2 separate regions of the Mus musculus genome follow, and region 1 is linked to region 2. A link is a contact called in public HiChIP or PLAC-seq data. All regions are on one chromosome and are shown on one strand. The core of a region is the stretch at or near the end of the contact, and the rest is flanking DNA. Distances in the headings are between cores, read along the strand shown.

Region 1 (3,922 bases), core at 1,029-3,528, 210 kb before region 2:
TTCTCAAGTGCTGTGATTACATGTATACTTTACCAAGCTTTGAGTAGTATTTATTTATTTAAAAAGACCCCAAATCTTTCTCTAGTTGTGGCTGTGAGCAGTACTGAGGTGAAGCACACAGCTCTCCCTTCTCTATCACGCCCACCCAGGAGGAACAGTAGCTCACCCTGTTCCCTGGATAAGGCCTCTCTGGCAGCCCCTAGGGGTCAGGGATCCAGGGGATGAGGTCACAGCAGGAAAAGCAGATGCACTCTGAGTGGGGGAGAGCAGCCCCCAACTCCCCAAACCACAAATGTGTTTTGATAACTAGTAGACTTGGCAAGGGGAGTGATTGGAAACATGTGAGAGGTAACCAGAGCTGCGTTTCAAGTAGTACATATTTGAGACGTTTTCCCCAATGTAAAAGTTACTCTTTAAGAGCCTTAAACTAATAAAAACAAGGAAATTCCATGTTACGGCTGCCACTTGGCCTTTTCATTTTTATTCCAGAAGTCAGATTTGACAGGTCAGCTGCTGACTGGCTCTGGGAGCCCCAGGAACATTTAAGGCAAGGAGGGGACCAGAACGAAAGCTGGCAGCCACAGGGATGGGAAGTTCCCACCACTGTTCACTGCCAGGCTCATAATTCCATTTCACTGTATCCTATTTGTTCGTCTGGGGGTCACTTCCTGTATTAACTGCATTCCCTGAAGCTGGTTCAAGATTCTGATTTAGAGACTGTGCTTGGGTCTTCGCCTGATGCCACTGTGAGTTGTACTTCGGCTGCTGCCTGCTCATCAAGATGGAGGGCTGGGGAGGCGGCTCAGGTAGTAAAGTCCTTAAAACGGAAGCACGGAGAGCTGAGTGTTTGGATCCCCAGCACCCATGGCAAATGCTGGGCGTGGAAGCTTGTGCCTGCAGGATTATAGCACCTGGGAGCTGAAACTAGGGAGCCACTTACCCATTCAGAGAGAGAGAGAGAGAGAGAGAGAGAGAGAGAGAGAGAGAGAGAGAGAGGGAGAGAGAGAGAGGGAGAGAGAGAGAGAGCGCCTTTCAAAAAGCCACATGGAAGGCTTGCAAGATATTTCAGCAGTAAAGGTACTTAATGCCAAGCTGGATGATCTGAGTTCCGTCTCTGGGGCTCAAGTGATGGAAAGGCAGAACCCAAGCCTTCCAGGTCTTCTGACTTTCTTATGCGTGTCCTGTGTGTGCTCACACACATGCACACATGTGTCCTGTGTATGCTCACACACATGCACACATGTGTCCTGTGTATGCGTGTCCTGTGTATGCTCACACACATGCACACACACAAAGTAATAACTTAAAAATAAGTCAATAAATGACAGGGTGGTAAGTAATAGAATAATAAACCCTCAGTGCCTTGCACATGTGCACATCCATGCACACACACACACACAGTTAAAAGTATACATCCCATTCCCTTCTAGCCTCCCCCCCCCCCCAGCCTCCCCCACCCTGTGGGCTCATTGTTGAGCTGCAGCTTTCTTCCCTCTATTCTTGTGGGTTTTCTTGTTTGTTTGTTTGTTTGTTTTATTTTATCTCTTAAACCATTCTTGTTTGTTTTTGAAACATGGTCTTATGTAGCCTAGGTAGGCTTTGAACTCAGTGTACCTGAAGCTGACTTAAACTCTTGGCCCATTTGCCGCCACCTCCAAAGAGCTGGGATCACAGGTGTGCTCCATCATAGCTAGCTCTTTATTGGTTGTTTCTTCAGACAAGGTCTCTCAATGTAACCCCAGTTGATCATGGATTCACAATCCTCCTGCCTCTGCTTTCCAAGCTTTGTGGTCACAGGTGTGTTTCCCCCTCCCTTTCTCAGCAACTGTGACCTAGGAGCTCACTAGTGAAGATGGTGCTTTACCCTGTTTAAAGCAGACCAGGGAAGATGGGTATGGATGAGTGAATCGTGATAAATAATTCTAATGTTTTCGTGAATAAATTGGAGTATTTTCTACATTTGAAACAAACAAACAAACAAACAAACAAACAAAAAGCAGACCTGGCTCTGGCAGTCCCCCTGGTGGGAGGGACTAGTAGGGAAACCCAGAGAGAAAGCTGGGGACACAAAGACAGACCTCATCACAGGACAGATACAGCCCCCGGACTTTAAAATAGGAGGGCCCTGCAATTTGGGGCCAAGCTCTGTGGAAGTGGTGGCCTCTCTGCTGGTGAGGTCCTGCTGGGCTGCGTCTGGCCAGCTGGCTGTACCTGTGAATGTCAGGGTGCCTGACAGTACAGCAGGCAGAGAGCACTGTGTTAGGTTGTCACGGGGATTAAAAACCACAAGGGACATAAAAGATGACTCAGTAAACTGACAGCAGCTATTTTTATTCCCCCTGCCTTCTGGAATCTTCCCTCTTTCCTGTTCTTGGGGCTGCATGTAGCCTCCCTGCTTCCTTTGCTACCTTTGTATCTTCCTGATCCTTGGCAGGAAGCACTTTCTCCGACTCTGCTTGCAGGGGAAGCCCTCTGTCCATACTCACAGCTGGTCCTGATACCTGCTCTTCCTGGAAGAGGTCCAAGCCGTGTAGGCCTTGTGAGTGCCCTGAGGGCCAGGGCAGTTTTGAGGACCTCTATTTCCTTTCTTTACATTCCCTGCTAGGAGCCCAGTCTATAAATAAATCTGCTCCTGAGCCAGGAGGGAGGAAAGTAGGCTCCCCGCGTCATGGACCCAAGGCTGTTCCTCCAGAGTGATGCTCTGAATTCATGCAGTCCCCTTTCATGTCCATACATCTCTGTAACCTTGATGCAGCTGCCTCTGAGACAGCAACGGCCTCTTCCTGTTTGTAGGGTTAAGACAGACTTATCCCAATCCCATTAGACACCCCAGTTCAGACCTTCCCACCACACAGACCATGATATTGCTGTTGGCAAGTGCATGCTGTAAGTGCTATGCAGCCGCACAGGGAGCTCTGGAGAAACCTGCTAGCAGACAGAGCGCTTAGGAATGGGGTCTGCTGGGAACAAGTCTGCAGTCACCTTCTCCTGAAAGTCTTTTTGTGGTTTGTTCCTTTATTTCTTCTGAGGCAGGGTCTCATGTAGCCCAAGATGGCTTCCAACTCACCATGCTCAGGATGTCTTAACTCCTGATCCTTCTGTCTCCACTTCCCCAGTGTGGTGATTTTGGGAATGCATGACCACACCTGGTTTATGAAGTCCTGGGAATGCACTCAGGGTTTCATGGGAACACTCTACCAACCAAGCCATAGCCATAACCCAAGGAACAAATTGCAGTGAGTGTAATTTCCTGCCCCAAGGAGTTTTGATTGGTGATGGGGGTACAGAAGAGACACCTAGGATGTGGGGTCACTTCTGATGGGAACAGGACTGGCTATGACTGAATTAGTATCAGAATAGCCCCCCTCCTCCTCACACACACTATGTGGCAGCAAGAGTTTGTGGTAATTGTGCTTGTTAATTGTCTGTCTCCATCCTTTAGGCAACTCCAGACAGTAGCAGTGACTCATTAGCTAGCTTTGTGTGACTGTAGCTAGGGGACCCGCCAACTTTTGGACAAGCTGGGGTACAGCGGATAAATAGAGTTCCTGTCCTAGGGACTAGTGTGAGTAGATAGGTAGCAGCACTTCCAGGTTTGAAGAGGGCTGGAGGCCATTCTCACTGTGAATTAAAATGGCCCTTAAAACTACTCTGCTTTAGGCACCAGGCCCTGAAAATCTCAAAAATTAACCACAAAAGTAAAGTCAAGGATGGCTCAGCTGGTTCAGAGGTGGCAGTCCTGAACTAAATCCAAGTTCCCCATGAACTCAGGCAAGCAGTTGATAGATGTCTGCTCTGAGTTTGGCTTTTCCGGGGAACAGCTTAGTGTCTTTTTCACTTTGACTTATAACTCCAGGCAGAAACATCTTGAGAGCCTTTCAGAGCTTTTATTTGCTAATTAAAATGTGAGAAGGGAACACAG
Region 2 (4,127 bases), core at 1,402-3,901:
TTCACATGCACATGGTACATGTGGAGGCCAGAGACTGATGACATGTCTTCTCTGTCACTCTCCACCCTTGTTTTTGAAACAAGGTCTCTCACTGAACCTGGAGCTTGTCAATTCTGCTAGGCTGACTAGCTTAGGAGCCCTAGGTATTGTCTGTCTCCACCCCCATTCAGAGCTGCTCTTACAAGTATCTTCCACTGCATTAGCCTTTAGGTGTTTATGTGAGGTTGATTTCCTAATTCATTTTATTGCATTTCTTTCTTTTTGTGTATCTGGTATGTGCTGGGTACATGTATGTCACAGTGTTCCTGTGGAAATCAGAGAGTAATCCTCAGGTATCAGCTCTCTCCTCCACCATGTGGGTCCCAGGGACCAGACACAGGCCATCAGACTCATCAGTCTTCACCTGCTGAGCCATCTCCTGCGTTCTCAGAGATCCAGGGGAGGTCTTCATACTTTCACAGCAGACACTGTGCCAACTGAGCCATCTTGTTTTGGGCTTTTAAAAACAGTCTCACTATATAGCCACTGAAGGCCTAAAATTCAAGAGCCTTCTTGTCAGCCTTCCTAGTACTGAGACTGCAGGGTGCCACTACTGCACTTAACCTCAGGGGAGGCATGTCTTCCACAGCACCCCTCCAACAGCACACTCCTCTGAATAGTTCACCACATATCCTGCCATGCAAGGGACTCCAGATATCATTCAGATCCTCCTACCACACCTCTTTGAACCCTCTTTGTTCTCTCCTAAGTTGCTCTTGAACCTGCATTCCCATCCACCTTCTAGCCTCCTGCCCAGCTCTCACAAGGACACAGCAACACCATGTAGCAAAAGAAGCCCTCAGTTCGGTCCCCAGTTCTACATACAGCAGGTGTGTTGGGGCATACCTACATATACATATGTATGTACAGTATACCCAGTATGTTCAAGGCCAGTCTGAACTACATGAGACTCTTTTTTTTTTTTTTTTTAACAACAGCAATAAATAAAAACTGGACTATTCAGCTTTCTGTAACCTGAGACTATAGCACGGTAGTGCATGCTGTGTGACTGTGAAGAGACACTCTCACCAAGTACTAGCCAGCCTCAGCAACTTAGAACAGTGTGTCACTTCTTCAGTAGTGGGGAATGCAAAGGGATAGTCCTCCTGCTTGCTAGGTATACACCTTTATGTCTGCTGACCTTGTGTAGCATGCATGCATGCAGGGAGCTGTTGAGTGCACCAACAGGAGAAGGACTAGCAGCTGCTTGGTGAGATCTCACTCCCAGACAGCAGGCAGCCCTGTGCTGTCTGTTAGGGGGGCAGCCATGATTTTGACCTTGTTGTGGGTTAAAGGACACAAACCTAGGAGAAATCTGTTTATCATGCTTGGGACGCATGCTATTCTTGACAGTAGTCAGTGAGTAAGATGGATGATCTGCCAAATGGGCCCTCGCATGGGTGAGTCAGGGCGAGTTTACAGTACAATCTTTTGCTGCTTCCACACACAAACAACATTTGCTAGGTTTTAGACCCTGTTGTCTGGTGACCCAGGGGTGAGTGGAGAAAAGAAATCTGATTTACAGGATTCATACTGCCTTAAAGATGGATACAGGCCATTTCTGCCCCCATACCCATCTCTTTTACATGTCTCACAAAGCAGTTCAGTTGTTTTCTTAACCTGATTTTTCCAGGCCGAGCTTTATGAGATAGTGGGACTTTTTACCAATTTGAGAGCATTACACAGGCTTATTGGATTCAATTGTGGTTCTGTTTCAGGTTTTGTTCTTTCTAGGTGCTCATATAAAAAAAAAAAAAAACTTGTATTTTTAATATATGTCCTACTCCCTGGATACAGGAGAGGTTATTAGCCCAAATGTCTAGAAAATATTCTATGAGGCTTGGGGAAGCAGCTTAGTGATAAAAGCATTGGCTGCCTAAGTGTGAGGACCTGAGTTTAAACCCCCAGCACCCACATAAAAAGCCAGATGTAACTGCATGCCTACTGTAAGCCCCATGCTTGGAGAGGCAAATACAAGAGGATCAGTGGGACTTCCAGGCCTCCAGTATAGCTCCAGGTACAGTGAGAGACCCTGTCTCAAGAGAATAAGATAATGAATGATAGAGCAGGGTACCTGAGCCTCCTCTGGCCTCTGTATGATTGTGTATACCTGCACATACACACACATACATGTATCATACTCATTATTCATATGTGTATGCCATAAACTGGAAGTAAAGTCTTCCTTCTTGCTATGTTTTATTCAGATAACAGTGTTTTCTTTTTTGTTGTCTGGTTATTTATTGGTTTGGCTTTTCATAACAATAGATATAAAATTCAGAGCACTAAACATGCTCAGCAGGTGCTCTGCTACTATACCACACCCTCAGCCAAGGCAACAGTATTTTGGGCTACCTGCAACTGTGCTGAAAGTGTTCCTGAGGGACCTGTTACAGCTTGAGGGAGCAGCAAACAAGAGACGACACAGAAGGTCCTGCCTTTGGACTCTAGCCAACATCACCAGTCAGTCATCTATTAGCCACTAGAGGAAATAGCTATAAATAAGAGCATTTCAATACAATTATCATCACTCAGGTATGCTGTAACCACACCTTGCCTGGCCCCTCACACGTGGCCCTCTGGTGTATTAGCCTCAGTGGAAGAAAGGGAAGAGGGTGTGCCAAACACAGAATGAGACCACAGGCTGGGTCTGTGGACAGGAGTCCTCACACTTCCTTCTCCAGGCTCTCTCACTGTGTCTTTGGAGATTAGGATATGACCAGTCTTTATTCTAGTGCCCTCACACCAGGCTCAAGGCAGTGTGCCAAGCTTCACAGGTGATACTTAGGTGAAGTGGGGCCATTGCTTGCTGTGTTAGTTTTGTTGTTACTGTGACAAGGTGCCGGATGGAAGCGACTTAAAGAAAGTTTATTCTGGCTCATGGATCCAGAGGATACTGCCCATCATGGCAGGGAGGTTACGGCAGCAGGAGTGTGAGCTGCTCACGTGGCATCCACAGTCAGGAAGCAGAGCGAGGTGAATGCTGGCACTCAGCTCACCTTCTCCCTTTTCTGCAGTCGGGACCCCAGCCGGTGGAATGGAATTGTCCACATGCAGAGAGCATCTTCCCACAGCAGTTACTCAGCCTAGAAACCTCACGGGCATGCCCGAGGCTGGTCCCCTCAGAGACTCTGCCTCCTCTCACACTCAGCTGGAGAACAGATGGAGCACTTCCCACTGGGCACCTTCAATGACTCCCAACAAGGCCCAGGCTGTCCTAAAGGAACACATGATTCCTGATGGTCCCCACACCAGTTTCTTTCTGGTGCCAGTCACAGTGTGGTCTAGATGAGCAAAGAGCTTGATTTTCTAAAGCAAACAAGACCCACACGCCCCATGGGTTGATGTGCAACAGGCAGGCCACCTTTCTTTGTATCCTTCATCCACTAGTCTCAGCACCTCTCTGGTAACCTCACAAAAAAGCATTCTGATCCTAAGGCTTGAGTCTCCCTGGACCACCAGAGACCAACAGCTAAGGCACTGGGTTCAAGAGTCTTTGTAACCAGATGACCATCCTGGCTTATAGGCAACCCTTGCCTAGAATGATCTGTCCATTCCTGCATATGCATGTAGAAGCCAGAGGTCACCTTTGCCTCCCATTCCACAAGCGCCACCCTCACCAAGTATGCCAAGCTGACTGGCCAGTGAGCCTCAAGGGTCAGCCTGTCTCTTCCTTCCCAGTGCTGGGATTGCAAGCATGGGATTTACAATGCCTGACTTTTTACATGGGTTCTAAGGATAGCACTCAGATCCCCATACTTGCAAGGAAACACTTCACCTACTGAGCTATCTCTCCACCTACTGAGCTATCTCTCCACCTACTGAGCTATCTCTCCACCTCCTGTCCATATTTTTGTTCTGGAAAATATAGAGGAAATAATCACATATTAGACCCCCAGTCCCTCTGAATTACCAGAATCATGGGGTTTGATTAGAACAAATCATAGCAGTCATAATGACATTTTTTTTTAGCAAAATGCCCTGATATTAAGCCTTCAGAAACCTTTTATTTGAACCTTTAGTTGATTTTTTTTTTGTCTTTGTTGGTGTTATTTTTGTTCCTTTAATGCAGAAAAATTAGAGGTTAC

The links. HiChIP or PLAC-seq counts read pairs in DNA pulled down with a chosen protein or histone mark.
Region 1: a contact with region 2 is called in a FOXA1 HiChIP or PLAC-seq map of pancreatic cancer cells. The contact joins two enhancer-like sites. A contact is called at or near these places in 1 of 15 datasets of contacts at CTCF or cohesin (the NIH/3T3 cell line), 1 of 484 Hi-C or Micro-C datasets (cortical neurons) and 2 of 115 datasets of contacts at active chromatin or transcription factors (double positive thymocytes and pancreatic cancer cells).

What each region holds. Positions count from the first base shown.
Region 1 is chr5:136,499,072-136,502,993 of GRCm38.p6, reverse strand. All of the region lies in intron 1 of Cux1 (cut-like homeobox 1), which reads left to right. Among named protein-coding and RNA genes, the nearest start is that of Cux1, 66 kb to the left of the region's middle. Within about 2 kb of position 2,278, at least 101 of the 459 cell types and tissues checked have an H3K27ac peak or open chromatin away from gene starts, as enhancers often do. A contact at or near this core is called in pancreatic cancer cells, where this site is marked.
Region 2 is chr5:136,287,220-136,291,346 of GRCm38.p6, reverse strand. The region is part of intron 19 of Cux1 (cut-like homeobox 1); the gene reads left to right. Among named protein-coding and RNA genes, the nearest start is that of Gm30408, 44 kb to the right of the region's middle. Within about 2 kb of position 2,651, at least 14 of the 459 cell types and tissues checked have an H3K27ac peak or open chromatin away from gene starts, as enhancers often do. A contact at or near this core is called in pancreatic cancer cells, where this site is marked.